Regions from separate parts of the Capra hircus genome. Here region 2 is linked to region 1. Evidence: chromatin contacts called from public Hi-C data. All regions are on one chromosome and are shown on one strand. Each heading gives the region's core, a stretch centred on a gene start, on an enhancer-like site or on the middle of the called end of the contact. The rest is flanking DNA. Distances are from core to core; before and after follow the strand shown. Region 1 holds the start of SPOCD1 (SPOC domain-containing protein 1). Region 2 has its middle 20 kb from the start of PTP4A2.

Region 1 (7,842 bases), core at 1,805-4,304:
AATGTCAACAGGAGATAGCTCTGAATGTTGTTGGCATTATGGGGATTTTTATTTCTTCTTTATTTTCTATGATAAACATGTATTCGTTTTTTATTAAAAATTAATGTTTTGAGTGATATTTACACAGATAATGTAATAGTATCTCGAATGTAATTATAGTCCAAATAGTGATAAATCACCACAGGCAGCTGATTGGTTCCTATCCTAGTTCAACTAATTTGCTTGTTTGACCTTGACATACTCACTTTACCCGTCCGAGCCTCAGTGTCTGCATCATTAAAATGGGTATATATCAACAGCATCTTCTCTATAAGGGTGTTAGGAAGACTGAAGATAAGTGCTTGGGAATAGTGCCCAGCATGTAGTAAGCATGCCAGGGGCCTTTACTGCTGCAATGATGGTGGGGAATGTGCGCAAGCAGGCAATGCAGTAAGCTTTCCGGACAGACTGCCTGGGTCTGCATGCTGGCTCTGTCATTTGCCAGCTGTGAGACCTTGGGCCCGTAACCTCACCTCTCTGGGCTTCATGTGAAGACTAAATCAAAAGCACTCAGCACACAACACATATTCTATCAAGGGGATAAAAATTCAACTATGTGACTATGATACATAAAATAGGTAACCAACAAGGAGCTACTACATAAAACAGGAAACTATACTCAATATTTTGTAATAACCTATAAGGGAAAAGAATCTGAAAAGAACATTCAGTTCAGTTCAGTTCAGTCGCTCAGTCGTGTCCAACACTTTGTGACCCCATGAATCGCAGCATGCCAGGCCTCCCTGTCCATCACCATCTTCCGGAGTTCACTCAGACTCACGGCCATCGAGTCAGTGATGCCATCCAGCCATCTCACCCTCTGTCGCCCCCTTTTCCTCCTGCCCCCAATCCCTCCCAGCATCAGAGTCTTTTCCAATGAGTCAACTCTTCGCATGATGTGGCCAAAGTACTGGAGTTTCAGCTTTAGCATCATTCCCTCCAAAGAAATTCCAAGGCTGATCTCCTTCAGAAGGGACTGGTTTGATCTCCTTGCAGTCCAAGGGACTCCCAAGAGTCTTCTCCAACACCACAGTTCAAAAGCATCAATTCTTCAGCGCTCAGCTTTCTTCACAGTCCAACTCTCACATCCATACACGACCACTGGAAAAACCATAGCCTTGACTAGACGGACCTTTGTTGGCAAAGTAATGTCTCTGCTTTTAAATATGCTATCTAGGTTGGTATATATACATATATATTCAGTTCAGTTCAGTCGCTCAGTCGTGTCCAACTCTTACATATATATAATTGAATCGCTATGCTGTACATCTGAAACTAACATGATGCTTCAATTTTTAAAAAATTCAACTATGTCAGAAATATACATCAAACAGAGCAATGCCATTTTCTGCCCTTGGCATATAAACATATTGACCATGACTATTAATATTAATAAAATGACAATTATTATCATCAATAAAAGAACAATGGAAAGGGAAGCAGTGAATACAGGGAACATGGCTAGGCACTGACTCCCTTGCTGTGTGAGCTTGGGGAAGTTTGTTAACTTCTCTGAGCCTCAGCTTGCCCTGCGAATATAGGGCTAATGCCTATCTCACAGGACTATTGCAACACTCAAGGAAAAGCACATTTAACACAAATAGATTTACCTTGTGCCTTATGCTGTGCTAAGTACGTTATTTCACACCATCATCTCATTTATTCCTCAAAACAACCCCACTAAAGTGGAACTAGTATTCCCTTTTCACACATGAGGAAACAGCTTAAAAAATATTCCAGGGCCACTCAACTAGGAAGTGGGCAGAGATAGGATTTGAAGACACGACTCACTGACACCAAAAGATAACGATGCCCTTCCCATCCCAACCTCTCAGAGTCAACTTACCAGCCTGGGACCGCTTCCTGGGCTGGATTCTTCTGTTTGGTCCTGGTTGGAGCTGTCTGGCCATCTGTTAGTGCCCTGATCCTGGGTACCAGGCACTGGGTCCATTTTCAACTGTTTAGCACACTTGGAATTTCTCTGCCTCGTGGATGGGCCTGAGCTAGCCTTGCTGGCTACAGGCTCCAGGAAGCTGGAGGGGGTGTTACCAAGTCCCTGCCCTGGCCTCCCCCAAGACACTGGTCGAGCCACGACCTCCAGCTCCTCCTGGTTGTGTGAAGCACCATGGCCATCACCAAAGCCAGGCCTCATGATGTGCTCAGCTTCTTGCTGTGCTGTGGAAGCCTTTCCAGACCCTCCTGGGCACAGCTCAGGGCTCTGGAGAGGATCCCGGGCAGCTAGCTGAAGTGACAGTCCTCCAGTGGGCACAGGGGAGTTCACAGGGTCCCAGGGGCTGCCTGGCGGGGTCCCACCCCTTACAGTGGGCAAATATTCAAACTTCTCAATCCCTGAGTCACAGTCCACCCAATCTCCACCTGGGTGTCCAGGCCCAGACCCAGTGCCCTTGCAAGAGAGAGGACTGCACGGGCCTTCCAAGGACGCCACGTCAGCACCTCGCAGGGGGTCTCCCACAGCCTGGGGCTTGTTCCCACTAGGGCTCTGACCAAGCCGTAAGAAGCTACCTTCCTGACCCTCTGAGGGGGTTTCAGACTTCCTGCTTTTCTTTCTTGCTCCCACACACCCACTACAAAGATTCCTGGGACAACCTCCTGCTAAGATGTCGTGCAGAATAATCTGGACCCTCTTGAAGGCCTGAGCCCTCCCCTGGGCAGGCTCTGTGGGTAGGTGACAGCAGAGCCTCGGGCTGGGCACCAAATTCCAGCTCTGTCCCACAGCTTGCTGCCGCAGGACCACAGGATGGGCCGTGGCCTCTGGGATACCCCCAGGAGCACCCACTGCCTGGGAGCTGGCATCTTGACAAGACTCTTCCCTGAGGACCCTCTTCCCACTGCCAGCACAAACGGGGTCCCCCGAGCTCTCTCCTGACAGGTCTGGTGCCAGGCCTGACATGGAGCTGGTTTCTTCCATGTCCTCCTGGAAAAGTCCAAGGCTGTTGAGGGGACTGAGAACGGGGTCCTCCGTGCTGGGGCCCACTGGAGCCGCCTCCTGAGACATGTCTGTTTGCCTCCACGGGCCCAGTGCAGAAGGCAGGCCCTGTGAGGAGATAAGAGGGGGGTCTGACCTGCCGGCCCACTCAGGACACCAAGCCAATGGGAACCTCGGAGGCAGCCTCCCTTATAGGTGGCACCTCCAGGGCACCCAGGAACCACTGACATAAGCACCCCAGCGGGACACAGTGCCCCAGATGAGGGAGGGGAGGCCTGTCTCCAAACAGGGTTGAGCTACAGCCACCTTTTATGAGGTCTTCCCCTCTTCTGAGAGTTCACATATTTGCTTGTATGAGCTTTAAAAACAAGTTATCATTTATGAATAATGTACTTCTGTGCATTATTTCATTTCATGCTGGCAGCCAGAGGCGAGGAAACTGATATCCAGTGGCTCGCCCAAGGCCACGCGCAGATAAAAAGTGGAAGACACGGGATTCGGCCCCCGAAAAAAAGACCAGCTCTAAATCACTCAGGTTAATTGTCCATCACCCTCACATCGGGCTGCGCCTGACAGACATTCCCAATTAGGTTCCCAGCCTGACCAGGCAGTCTCCCACCGCTCAGGGAACCCAGAACCCACCGACCCACTCGCTCTCACCTGGGGTCTGGGGTCTCTGGGCTCCCCTTCTCGGGGTGCGACACCCAGGTGTAAAGGGGCTGAGATCACATGATGCGGAGAGCCCCCGAGGGATGGGGGCGGAGTCTGTTGATACGCCAAGGGCGGGACCTCGGGCGTGCTGGCGTCGCTGCTCCGGCAGAGGGCGCCCTCTCCCACCCAAGGGCTCCCGGGAGGAAGTGCCTGGCGAGAAAGGGCCTTGAATGCCTGCGTGAGAGTTTCATCTTGATCCTACGGCAATGGGGCGTTACTGAAAGTACCTGAACCTCTAGAGGAGTATCAGAATCAGATCTACATTTTTTTCTCAATTATTTATTTTAATTATTGTTGTCTCAAATATAATTTAGTAGATGAACACGCAACACCCAACCCCAACAGGAAGGTTAGAAATTAAAACCTAAAAGTGTCCTCTCACTTGCCCAGCTCTTGAGAACAACTTTCTTTCTTTTTTTATTCAGTGATTATGAATAATAGACTCATACTTCTATTCCTTGGTTTATTAATGTCTTTGTTGTTCAGTCGCTCAGTTGTGTTCCTGTCTTTGCCACCCCATGGACTGCAGCTCGCCAGGCTAACAGTGTTGATTGACTAACTGCTGTGTGATTTCATTACCGATCCTTCCTGTTTGCTCCTCCCAGTTTTTGTCTTTTATATTTATATATATTTTTTGCGACTAGTTGCTATTACAGTCGTCCCTTTGCTTGGGGAATTCAGTTCTCCAATTCTCAGGCACACCAGAATTCTGGAATGCTCAAGTCCCTTATACCAAATGGCATAGCCATTGTATGTAATCTATGTACATCCTCCCCAATACTTGTCATCTCTAGACTTGTATAATTCCTTGTACACTGTAAATGCTGTATGACTATCTTGCATGTGCTTAAGAAATCCAAATTTTGCTTTTGCAGTCTTTCTTGAAATTAAAAAAAAAAAAAATTTTCCATCTGGAACTTCCCTGGTGGTCCAGTGGCTAAGATTCCACACTCCCAATGCAGGGGGCCTGGGTTTGATCCCTAGTCAGGGAACTAGATCCCACATGCAATAACTAAGAGTTCACAGGCTGCAACTAAAGATCGTGCATGCCACAACTAAGACTCAGTGCAGCCAAATAAATGTATATATCTTTTTTAAAAGAAACGTTGCTGACTTTTTAAAATAATTAATTTATTCCTGGCTGCTCTGGGTCTTGATTGCGCAGGCTTTCTCTAGTTGTCGTGTGTTAGTTGCTCAGTCATGTCCAACTCTTTGCAAAACCATTGACTGTAGCCTGCCAGGCTCCTCTGTCCATGGGATTCTTCAGGCAAGAACACTGGAGTGGGTTACCATTCCCTCCTCCAGGGGATCTTCCCCACCCAGGGACAGAACCCGTGTCTCCTGCTTTGGCAGGTGGATTCTTTACCACTGAGCCACCAGGGAAGCCCCATTTATAACATTATGACTATGTAAATACTTTCACTGTAGAACTAGAGATTTGACTGAGAGGTAGATGAAATTCCCCAGCATGAAACTTGTGCCATGCGAGACCACAAGAAGCTTCCAGTCAATGGGATTACTACATTCAGTTAGAATTAATACATTTAAATATTGGCTTGACCAAAAAGTTCATACAGGTTTCCATACGATGTTATGAAAAAACCCGAACAATCCAATAAAGATGTTTTATGTTAAAGACATGATGTTGAATTTAGAAAGCAAGAAAATGTTAATGAAGGAAATTGAGTGCTGGGTATATGGAAACTCTCTGTATCAATCTTCATTTTTTCCCCTCCAAATCTAAAACTCTTCTAGAAAATAAAATCTAAGGGGAAAAAAAGGAAGCTCTAGTGTGATCTATATTGAAAACTCTAATTATATGGCCATCAAGGTCACAAATGAGGTTAAGAGGTGAGATTGGATGTTACCAATGACCACAATTACTGCTCTAAAGAAAAATTTTTGAAGATGACTTCACCCTGTGGAATATCCTGGTCATGATGGCAGAGACATGGACCAGGGCCATTAAGACCAAGTAAACTATTTTTCTGGCCCATTTAGATAATGAAAGTCTCCCACAGTTGGACAAGGAAAGGAGAAGCAGAGGTATCACATGGCATAGAGGATAAAAGGGCAATGGTGACTGATAACAAATAGTGCTACTTCAAGCCAAGGTTTCCATACGTTGTTACAGAAAAACCCAAATGAACTTTTTAGCCTATCCAATATCTCAAAGACATGATGTTGAATTTAAAAAGCAAACATATGTCAATGAGGGAAAATGAGGGCTGGGTATGTGGTCTATATCCTTAACCTATATTAATCCTATATTAACCTCTTTTAATTTACTTTTAATAAATTGGTTTAAAAACCCACCAGGTCTCACTGTCTCCTGATATTCTAAATGTCTTGTCATACAAAGTGATCAAGGTAAAGTTTTGCCAGGTTTTGGCCCAATGCCCTTTACTGAATTGTTTGCTGATTCCTCTACTGATTCATGACGTCTCTGACATATACCTTGTTCCCAGTAACGCCTGGGTTTATTTCTGGATTCTTTGTTCTGTTCTAGTGATCAAGTTCTCTATTCCTAACTAATATGCCATTATTTTAATACTATGGTCTTGTGATAACATCTTGATACCTCGGGGGCAAGTCCTATCCCCAACTTGGTTCCTATTTTTCATAACTATCTTGGTTGTCTACATACCTTTATTCTTTCATATGAATGGTAGAACCATTTTTTCAAGTTCCCTGAAGAATTCTGTTTGGAATTATACTAAAATTTCATTTAATGTACAGATTGGGGGTATAACTGAATATGTATAATACTGAATCTTCTAACCTATAAATTTGATTTATTTCTCTCCATACTTTCTATTCAATTTTGTGATTTTTCTCCACCAAAACATTGTGCATTTTTATTAAGTTATTTTGTGCTCTGTAATCTTTGTTACTTTTTTCTTCTTACTTTTCCACTTGTTTATTACCAGTGAAAAAGAAGACAGTTATATTTTGTGAACTGTGTATCCAGAAATTTTGCTGAACTCTCTCATTAATTGTAATAATTTTTCTATTGGTTTCTTGTAATTATATGTAACTATGTGATCATTAGGTCTGAAAATAACAATTTCATCTTGTATTGCATTAGAGTTATGGTTCCCTTTTTTATTTGATATCTTTTATTTAGCCTGCATTTTCATTATATGTCATATTTCTTTTTCTAATCTTCTTGCATTGTGTAGCACTTGTAGTGCCATTTTGAATAGACGCATGGGAATTTTTTTTTTTTTTTTACTTAAATGGTAAATTTCTAAAGTTTCGCAATATTTGCTGTAGACTTTTGGTGAAGTGAAGTGAAGTGAAGTCGTTCAGTCGTGTCCGACTCTTTGCGACCCCATGGACTGTAGCCTACCAGGCTTCTCTGTCCATGGGATTTTCCAGGCAAGAGTACTGGAGTGGATTGCCATTTCCTTCTCCAGGGGATCTTCCAGACCCAGGGAATCAAACACAAGTCTCCCACATTGCAAGCAGATGCTTTACCTTCTGAGCCACCAGGGAAGACTTTTGGTAGATAATATATATTACATTAAGGACATTCCCTTCTGTTATTATCACTAAATACTGTTTTCACTAATGAGGCAAATTTTATTGTATGTTTGCTCCACATCTTTTGATACCTTTCTACCTAAAACAATGCAATAAAATGCATTGATAGCATTTTCTAATGTTGAAACATCTTTGCATTACTAATACAGTCCTTAGCGAAGTATGATTTAAAAAAAAATAAACACCACCACATTTGATTTAATACAGTTTAGTAGGGTTTTTGCATCTATGTTTAGAAGAAAGATAGCATAAAGATTTATTTCCTTATTCTGCCTTCTCTAGTTTTAGTGTCCAGTTTGTACTAGTCTTATACTATGAATCAGGTAATTTTTTTATAGCATCTTTTATAGCATTGTGTGAAGATTTTCTACTCCTTATAACATTTGGTGAAATTCACTGGAAAATTATATGGTGCCACTGGCCCATGAGACATTTTACTTCTAGCTTGATTTATTAAATGACTCTTGGTCTAGTCAGTTCTTTTTCTTTTTGAACCAATTTTAGTAGTTTATGTTTTATGTCTATCTTATCTAGGTTTTCAAATTTATTTATTTACTTGTTTTTACATGTGCTCCCCATCCAGAACCCCCCTCCCACCT
Region 2 (7,842 bases), core at 3,183-5,682, 120 kb after region 1:
AGACTTGTCAGATATTGTGATTTTCCATACTTTCATGTGAAATTTCCCAATTTTCAAATATTGGGCACTAATTCATTTTTTAATGCCACCGACTAAGAATATCTTGCGCCTCATATTTGACCTACAGGGCTGCCAGTTTGTAATCAGCACCAGGGAGTCAGACACCGGCCCCAAAGCTGGGGACGGCCACTTTCTGCCATGTATGGAGACTCAGAGAAGCCCTCAGTGTAGCCGGAAGAACAAAGCCTGCTCCTGCTGGCTCCTTGCCCTCTGCCCCCACACCCATCCCAGGAACACTACAAACCCACACTTCCTGGTCCTAAACCACCTGCCCTTCTTTCTAGGCCCAGAACTATGTGATAGTTAAAGTGATGGGCTCTGAAGCCAGAGAGACCTGGGTTCAAATGCTGACTCTGTGACCTCCGGCTGCGTGCTCTTGGGAAATTGACTTCACCTCTCTGAGCCCAATTCCTTCCTTTGTAAGACAGGGTACTTTCTTCATAGGGTTGTTATTGGGGTTAAAGGAGATGGAGCTCAGAAAGCTCTTAGCACAGTGCCTGGCATCCAGTATACACTGAATGAGTGTTACCCATTCTTGTTATCATTATTATTGCCATTGTAGTAGTGTTCCTCCTCAGCACAGCCGTCTCAGAGCCCTTTCTTGTTTGTGTAATTCTCTGGGCACTTACCATTTGTTATTACTTTTTAAAAAAATTTATTTAATTGGAGGCTAATTACTTTACAATATTGCAGTGATTTTTGCCATACATTGACATGAATCAGCCATGGGTATATATGTGTTCCCCATCCTGAGCCCCCGTTATTACTTATCACTATTTCATCAGCCTTGGTATATTGTAAACTCCTCTTAGAAGGAAAGGCCATGTTTTCTCTCTATATGGAAGGGAGGGGAAAGAAAGTAGTTGAAACTATGTTGTACATAGTGGGTGCTCAGGATACATTTATTTGTTGGTACACTGCTGGAATTTAAGCTCCATGACAGCATGGACCTTGTCCATCTCATTAACTATTGGATCCCCTGAGCCTAGTTTTTTACACATACGTTGAGCATATATGGAACCCTCAATAAACATACATTGAATAAAAGAATGAAAGGCATCTCTTCCCCCTCTACCAGGATTCTTTAACATACTTAGGAGGTATTGGTGCAAATCCAATCTGCTGTTTTAACATAGTAGGTTCTGGAATCTCTGTTAAGAGTTCCCCATTTTTCCTTTGGGAAACTGTCCTTCACCCACTCAAGGTGGCTTTCCCCATCTGGACTCTAGGAATGGTCATGTGGCCCAGGACTAGCCTATCAGAGAAAACTGTCCCCTGGCCACAGTGATTGGTTCAAGATGGGCCTGTAAATCAATCAAAGCCAATCAGAGCTGAAAGGATTGGGAAGAAAAAATTTGCTTTCCTCAGAGGAAGCTAAGTCATGAGAATACAAGCCTAGAGCTGCTACTGGCCGCATTACCACAAAGAGGAAAAAGCTTGCCTAGAAAGGAAGCAAACACAGAAAAAGGCCTGAGAAACAGAAAGAGATAGGTTCCTAATGGTATTTTTTGAACAAGAATATCTATTTGTGCCTAAATCCAAGCCCTTGACTGTTCTCCTAGAGACAATAAAAAAAAATTTTTTTAAGTCACCTTGAGCTGAGGGCTGGTCACACATCCAAAGGAGAGCAGGTTAATGTTTGGATTCTATAGATAGGGAGTCATAGTAGACATAAACATATGTCTTTATAGGAATCTGCCCAGCCACAGTGATCTTTCTGTAAGAACTGGCGCCTACCCACAAACTAGACTAACAGCCATTTTAGTACTGAACCCTGCCCTCCAACTATACAACTGGTTGGACCAGAAGTAGATGTGTATTGCAGCATAATCAGATGAGATTCTCTCTCCCAGGGATTTGGGTTTAGGACTGAAGAGATCCTAGTTCTGTCTGAACTACATGCTTAAACTGAGGGGATATAAAGTTGGGAGCTGGGAGAAAGTCACATTCATGCGGGACCAGAGAAACTGATCTACTTAAGAAGAATGAGGTTGACTCACATGGGAAGAGAGGCTGTGACCTCTCCAAGAAATAGAGAGAGAACAGAAGAGAGAGACAGAAGAGTTGCTTCCTCTTCTCTCATGAGGTTAATTACTTCTCCTTTCAGGCTCCAAGAGATTTCTCTGTGTTCATATAATTCTCTCTTCCACCATTACCCTCCCTGCTTTTTCTAAAACTTAAAAATAGCTTTAGTGGTTTTTGTGTGTGCAGGGGTTGTTTTTCCTTATACCTAAAATGTTTTTTAGACAACCATCTTAAGAACAAGTCTGCAGTCAAGGTGTCCTGTTTACGAGGCTGATAAAGTCCCTTTGCTAGGCTTCCTAATCAAGACACCTACACATTCAGTTATTAGCTGTGTAACCTTGGCCAGAACACATGGATTCACTGAACTGGCTTCCTCCTCTATAAAACAGGAATAATAATGCCCACCCTACCAGGTAGTTAAGAGTGAATGAGATAAGGTGGAAAGGTTTTATTTAGCACAGTGCTGGGCACCAAGAAGCCATGTAATCATTTTGTGCTGAATGCAAAAAAAAGGGGTTGGGTCCAAGCCTAGAACCAGGCCACTAAAAGGTGCCAGTTGGAGAAGACTCTTGAGAGTTCCTTGGACTGTGAGGAGATCAAACCAGTCTATCCTAAAGGAAATCAATGCTGAATATTTGTTGGAAGGACTGATGTTGAAGCTCCAATACTTTGGCCACCTGATGTGAAGAGCCAACTCATTGGAAAAGACCCTGATGCTAGGAAAGATTGAAGGCAAAAGAAGGGGGCAGCAGAGGATGAGATGGCTGGATAGCATCACTAACTCAGTGCACATGAGATAGTGAAAGACAGGGGGCATGCTGCAGTCCATGGGGTCACAAGGGGTCAGACACGACTTAGCAACTGAAGAACAACAACAAGGACTACACAAGGAAGTTTAAGGGAACAAGCCTTCTTCCCATCAGCACCCTTTTCATCATGTGCACCCAATTTTCAAAAGCATTGAGGAAGCAAAGAGTATCTTTATTTTTAAAAATGCCAGTTCTGGGCACTTCCTTGGTGGTCCAGTGGTTAAGAATCTGCCTTGCAATGCAGGGGACTTGAGTTTAACCCCTGATCAGGGAACTAAGATCCCACGTGCTGAGGAGCAACTAAACCCACATGTCACAAGTACCGAGCACACCACAACTAGAGAGTCCAAATGCTGCAACGGAAGATCCTGCGTGCTGCAACTAAGGCCTGACAGAGTGAAATTAATTATTTTTTTAAAAAAGGGTATATAAATGCCTATTCTGGAACTCATTCCAATGATATAATTCAGACCAAAAAATACATTTGCATAAGAATGCTCATTGCAGTAGTGTTTATATTGGAAAAAATTTGGAAATGATTGACATGTTCAACACTGTTTTAATAGATGCTAGTACATATATACAACAGAATATTATAAAGACTAGAAGAACAAAAGACACAGTCTTCTTAAATTAAAATAAACAGGGAGTAGTTTGCCAAATATTATAATGTAAAATGCAAAATGTGAATGTTTAAGGTATAAGCACAATGTTTCAAAGAAGTTTCTCCTGCTCATCCCAGCATCACACACATTGTCTCACACACCGCTCGCCCAGCAATGCATTCATCTTCTCTGCCTTTGGGGTAACTTGGGTGGGAAAACTGAAGAAGCATTTATGTAAGTTCAAGCCCTAAGGCCTCTAACATTTGAGGTGTAGACAAAGATGGATGTTCACATCATTTTCTGAGCTTCAAAAAAAAGCAGGTTACAAAAATATTGCCGACAATGTGAACAATGGTTATCCCAGGCCATGGGATTTCAGGTGTTTTTCTTCCCTTTGTACTGTCCTGTATTGTTTGAAATGGACATAGTGTGTATACATTGTGTTTATATTTATGAGAAAAAATGAAGCTATTTTCATAAGGGAAGGGAGTTACCTTGATTTTATTTTCTCCTCTATTGTCCTCAATACGTATTCTACCGGATTACCTCTAATATGCCTTCCTTCTTCATGCACGGGGAGACGTACCTGGCTGCCCGGTTCTGTGGAGCTGCTCCAGACAGAAGCCCCTTGTTCAGGGAGGGGAACCTTCCGTGAGCCTGGCAGAAACGCTAGGCAGCCCACTACTGCCCTCTCCTGGTCAGAACAGGGCAGTTCTGATCTAGCTAAACAGCACATCAGTCACATCGTGATTGGCCAAGGTCATCCCAGAATCGCGACTTTTGGCTACCCTTGCAGTCATCAGTGTGCTGCACACCACCGCTTGCTCTAGCAGTTGGAATATAAAATCTCCTGGGAACCTCTGGCTTGGTGTGGACAGCACTGTCCTGATGGGTTTGCAGTCATTACACTCAGCCTCCCTTAGCCCAGGTCATGGCCTGTTGGAGGGTGGGGTACTGAGTAAGTGATGAAAAACTTTCCTGCCCGCTAAAGAGCACTGATGGCCTGGAGTTCAGATTCCAGAAAGTAGAAGGCAGGGTTGAAAGAAGATAAATGCAATCATCCCAATTATAAAAGCTCTTGGGACTTCCCTGGGGGTCCAGGGGTTAAGACTCTGCCGAGCTTCCACTGCAGGGGGTGAAGGTTCCATGCTAGCTGGGGAACTAAGATCTCACATGCCACGTGGTATGGCCAAAATAAATAAATAAAGCTCTTGTTCTTGTATGCTTCTAATTACTTTTCAAGTATTTGTCAAAGCAGCTTGATATGTACAAATAAATTCGCACAAGGATATTTGTTGCAGAATTGTTGGCAAAGCACAAAACTGCAAACAATCTAAATAGCCCTCAGTATGGGGGCATTTGGACAAAATGGAATGGTATGCAGCTGTTAAAAAGAATGAGGTAGATCTATATGTGCCACTCTGAAATGGTCTCCAAGATTCATTGTTAAGTTAAAAAAAAGCCAGGCACGATATGTAACTGTCAATAAGTGTAAACGTGTTGTGTCTTAAACAACGATCTGTATAACAGTACACTTTTCTATTTAGATATGTATAGAATACATTGGAAGGAAACACTAGAAATTAATAACAATAATGACTATCTCTGGAGATGGCAAAAAGAAAAGAGAACTAATCTCAGTTCAGTTCAGTTCAGTCGCTCAGTTGTGTCTGACTCTTTGCGACCCCATGGACTGCAGCACACCAGGCCTCCCTATCCATCACCAACTCCTGGAGCTTACTCAAATCCATGTCCATTGAGTCGAACCCAGGTCTCCTGTATTAGAGGCAGACACTTTAACCTCTGAGCCACCAGGGAAGCCCATATGTCCATTGAGTCAGTGATGCCATCCAACAATCTCATCCTCTGTCATCCGCTTTTCCTCCCGCTTTCAATCTTTCCCAGCATTGGCGTATTTTCAAATGAGTCTGCTCTTCACATCAGGTGGCCAAAGTATTGAATTTTCAACTTCACCATCAGTCCTTCCAATGAATATTCAGGACTGATCTTTAGGACGGACTGGTTGGATCTCCTTGCAGTCCAAGGGATTCTCAAGAGTCTTCTCCAACACCACTGTTCAAAAGCATCAATTCTTCGGCACTCAGCTTTTTTATAGTCCAAGTCTCACATCCATACATGACTACTGGAAAAGCCATGGCCTTGACTAGACGAACTTTTGTTGGCAAAGTAATGTTTCTTCTTTTTAATATGCTATCTAGGTTGGTCATAACTTTTCTCCCAAGGAGTAAGTGTCTTTTAATTTCATGGCTGCAATCACCATCTGCAGTGATTTTGGAGCCCAAAAGAATAAAGTCTGCCACTGTTTTCACTGTTTCCCCATCTATTTGCCATGAAGTGATGGGACCAGATGCCATGATCTTCGTTTTCTGAATGTTTAGTTTTAAACCAACATTTCCACTCTCCTCTTTCACCTTCATCAAGAGGCTCTTTAGTTCTTCTTTGCTTTCTGCCATAAGGATAGTGCCATCTGTGTATCTGAGGTTATTGATATTTCTCCCAGCAACCTTGATTCCAGCTTGTTCTTCATCCAGGCTGGCATTTTGCATGATGTACTCTGCATATAAGAAATACACACACACACACACACACACACACACACACACAAAACTATTAGAACTAGTAAATGAGTTTGGCTAGGTTACAGGATATACACAAAAATCAGTTGAATTTCTATACACTGTATCTTAGTCCATTCGGCTGCTATCGTAGAATACCATAGATTGGGTGCCTTAAAAACAACAGAATTTATTTTTCACAGTTCTGGAAGCTGGAAGTCTGAGACCAGGGTGTCAGCACGGTCAGGTTCTGGTGAGGATCCTCTTCTGGGCTGCAGACAGCTGTCTTCTCCGGGGTCCCTTTTATAACAGCTCTAATTCCATTCATTGGGTTCATGCTCATGATCATATCATCTCCCAAAGACCATCATCACATTGGGGATTAGAACTTCAATGAATGAACTTTGCGGGGACACAAATATTTAGCCCATAATAACTAGCAATGAACTATCTGAAAATGAAACTGAGAAAATAAATTTATTTACAATGGCATCAAGAAGAATATACTTAGGAATAAATTTAACAAAAGAAGTATAAGATTCATACACTGAAAACTACAAAAGATTGTTGGAAAAAGAAGAGATTAAAAGAAGATCCAAAAGATACCTAAGACTTAAATGGAAAGAAATCTGTTCATGGATTGGAATGAACAGATGGGATTCTGGGGAGTAAGATGATAACGGTCCCCAAACTAATCTACAGTTTCAATGCAAGGCCTATCAAAATCTCAGCTGGCTTTTTTTTGCAAAAATTGACAAGCTGATGCTAAAATTTATATGGAAATGCAAATGACACAGAATAGTCAAAACAATCTTGGGGGGAAATTTCAAGCTTCTTAACATAGCTGAAATAATCAATGTGTGTACTTGCACAAGAATAAAGAATAAGATGAGACTTCCCTGGTGGTCCAGTGGCTAAGACTCTGCACTCTCAATGCAGGGGGTCCAGGTTTGATCCCTGATCAGGGAACTAGATTCCACATACCCAGTTAAAGACACCACAACAAAGATTAAAGATCTCTAGCACTGCAACTAAGACCCAGTGCAGCCAAATAAATATTTTTTTAAAAATAAGATTCAGTTCAGTTCAGTCACTCAGTCGTGTCTGACTCTTTGCGACCCCATGGACTGCAGCATGCCAGGCTTCCCTGTCCATCACCAATTCCCGGAGGTTGCTCAAACTCATGTCCATCGAGTCAGCGATGCCATCCAACTGTCTTATCCTCTGTCGTCCCCTTCTGCTCCTGCCTTCAGTCTTTCCCAGCATCAGGGAATGAAATAGAAATGAGAGTCTCGAAATAAACCTCTACATTTATGCTCAATTACTTTTAGACAAGAGTGCAAAGGAAACAATTAGATATCCATAGGCAAAAGGACAAAGCTGGATCCCTACTCATACCATATATACAATTCAAAATATATTATAGACCTAAATGTTAAAGCTAAAACCACAAAACTCTTAGAAGAAGATATAGCAGCAAATCTTTGTGACATTGTATTAGGCAATAGTTTCCTAGATATGACACCAAAAGGACAAGCAGCAAAATAAAGAAACAGATAAATGGGGCTTTGTAAATATTGAAAATCTTTTGCTTCAAAGGATAATGGAGCAATGAAAATCTTCTGGAATTAGAGTGTGGTGATGATGGCACAATTGTGTGAAGATACTAAAAATCACTGAGCTTTATACTTTAAAGTGAACTGTGTTGTATGTGAATTATGAGATTGGTGCAAACATAATTGTGGTTTGGGGCTATGAATTTTAAAT

The links. Hi-C and Micro-C count contacts between places; a contact is called where the count stands out from the background.
Region 2: a Hi-C map of blood shows a contact between it and region 1, with 3 times the contacts expected there. The contact joins the enhancer-like site here to the promoter of SPOCD1 in region 1. A contact is called at or near these places in 3 of 5 Hi-C or Micro-C datasets (all in blood).

What each region holds. Positions count from the first base shown.
Region 1 is chr2:14,060,953-14,068,794 of ARS1.2, forward strand. SPOCD1 (SPOC domain-containing protein 1) reads right to left here and starts at 3,055. Exons shown (of 15, transcript XM_018066346.1): 1 at 1,886-3,055. The coding sequence starts at 3,055.
Region 2 is chr2:14,180,164-14,188,005 of ARS1.2, forward strand. No RefSeq gene overlaps it. Among named protein-coding and RNA genes, the nearest start is that of PTP4A2, 20 kb to the left of the region's middle. Within about 2 kb of position 4,433, at least 1 of the 5 cell types and tissues checked has an H3K27ac peak or open chromatin away from gene starts, as enhancers often do.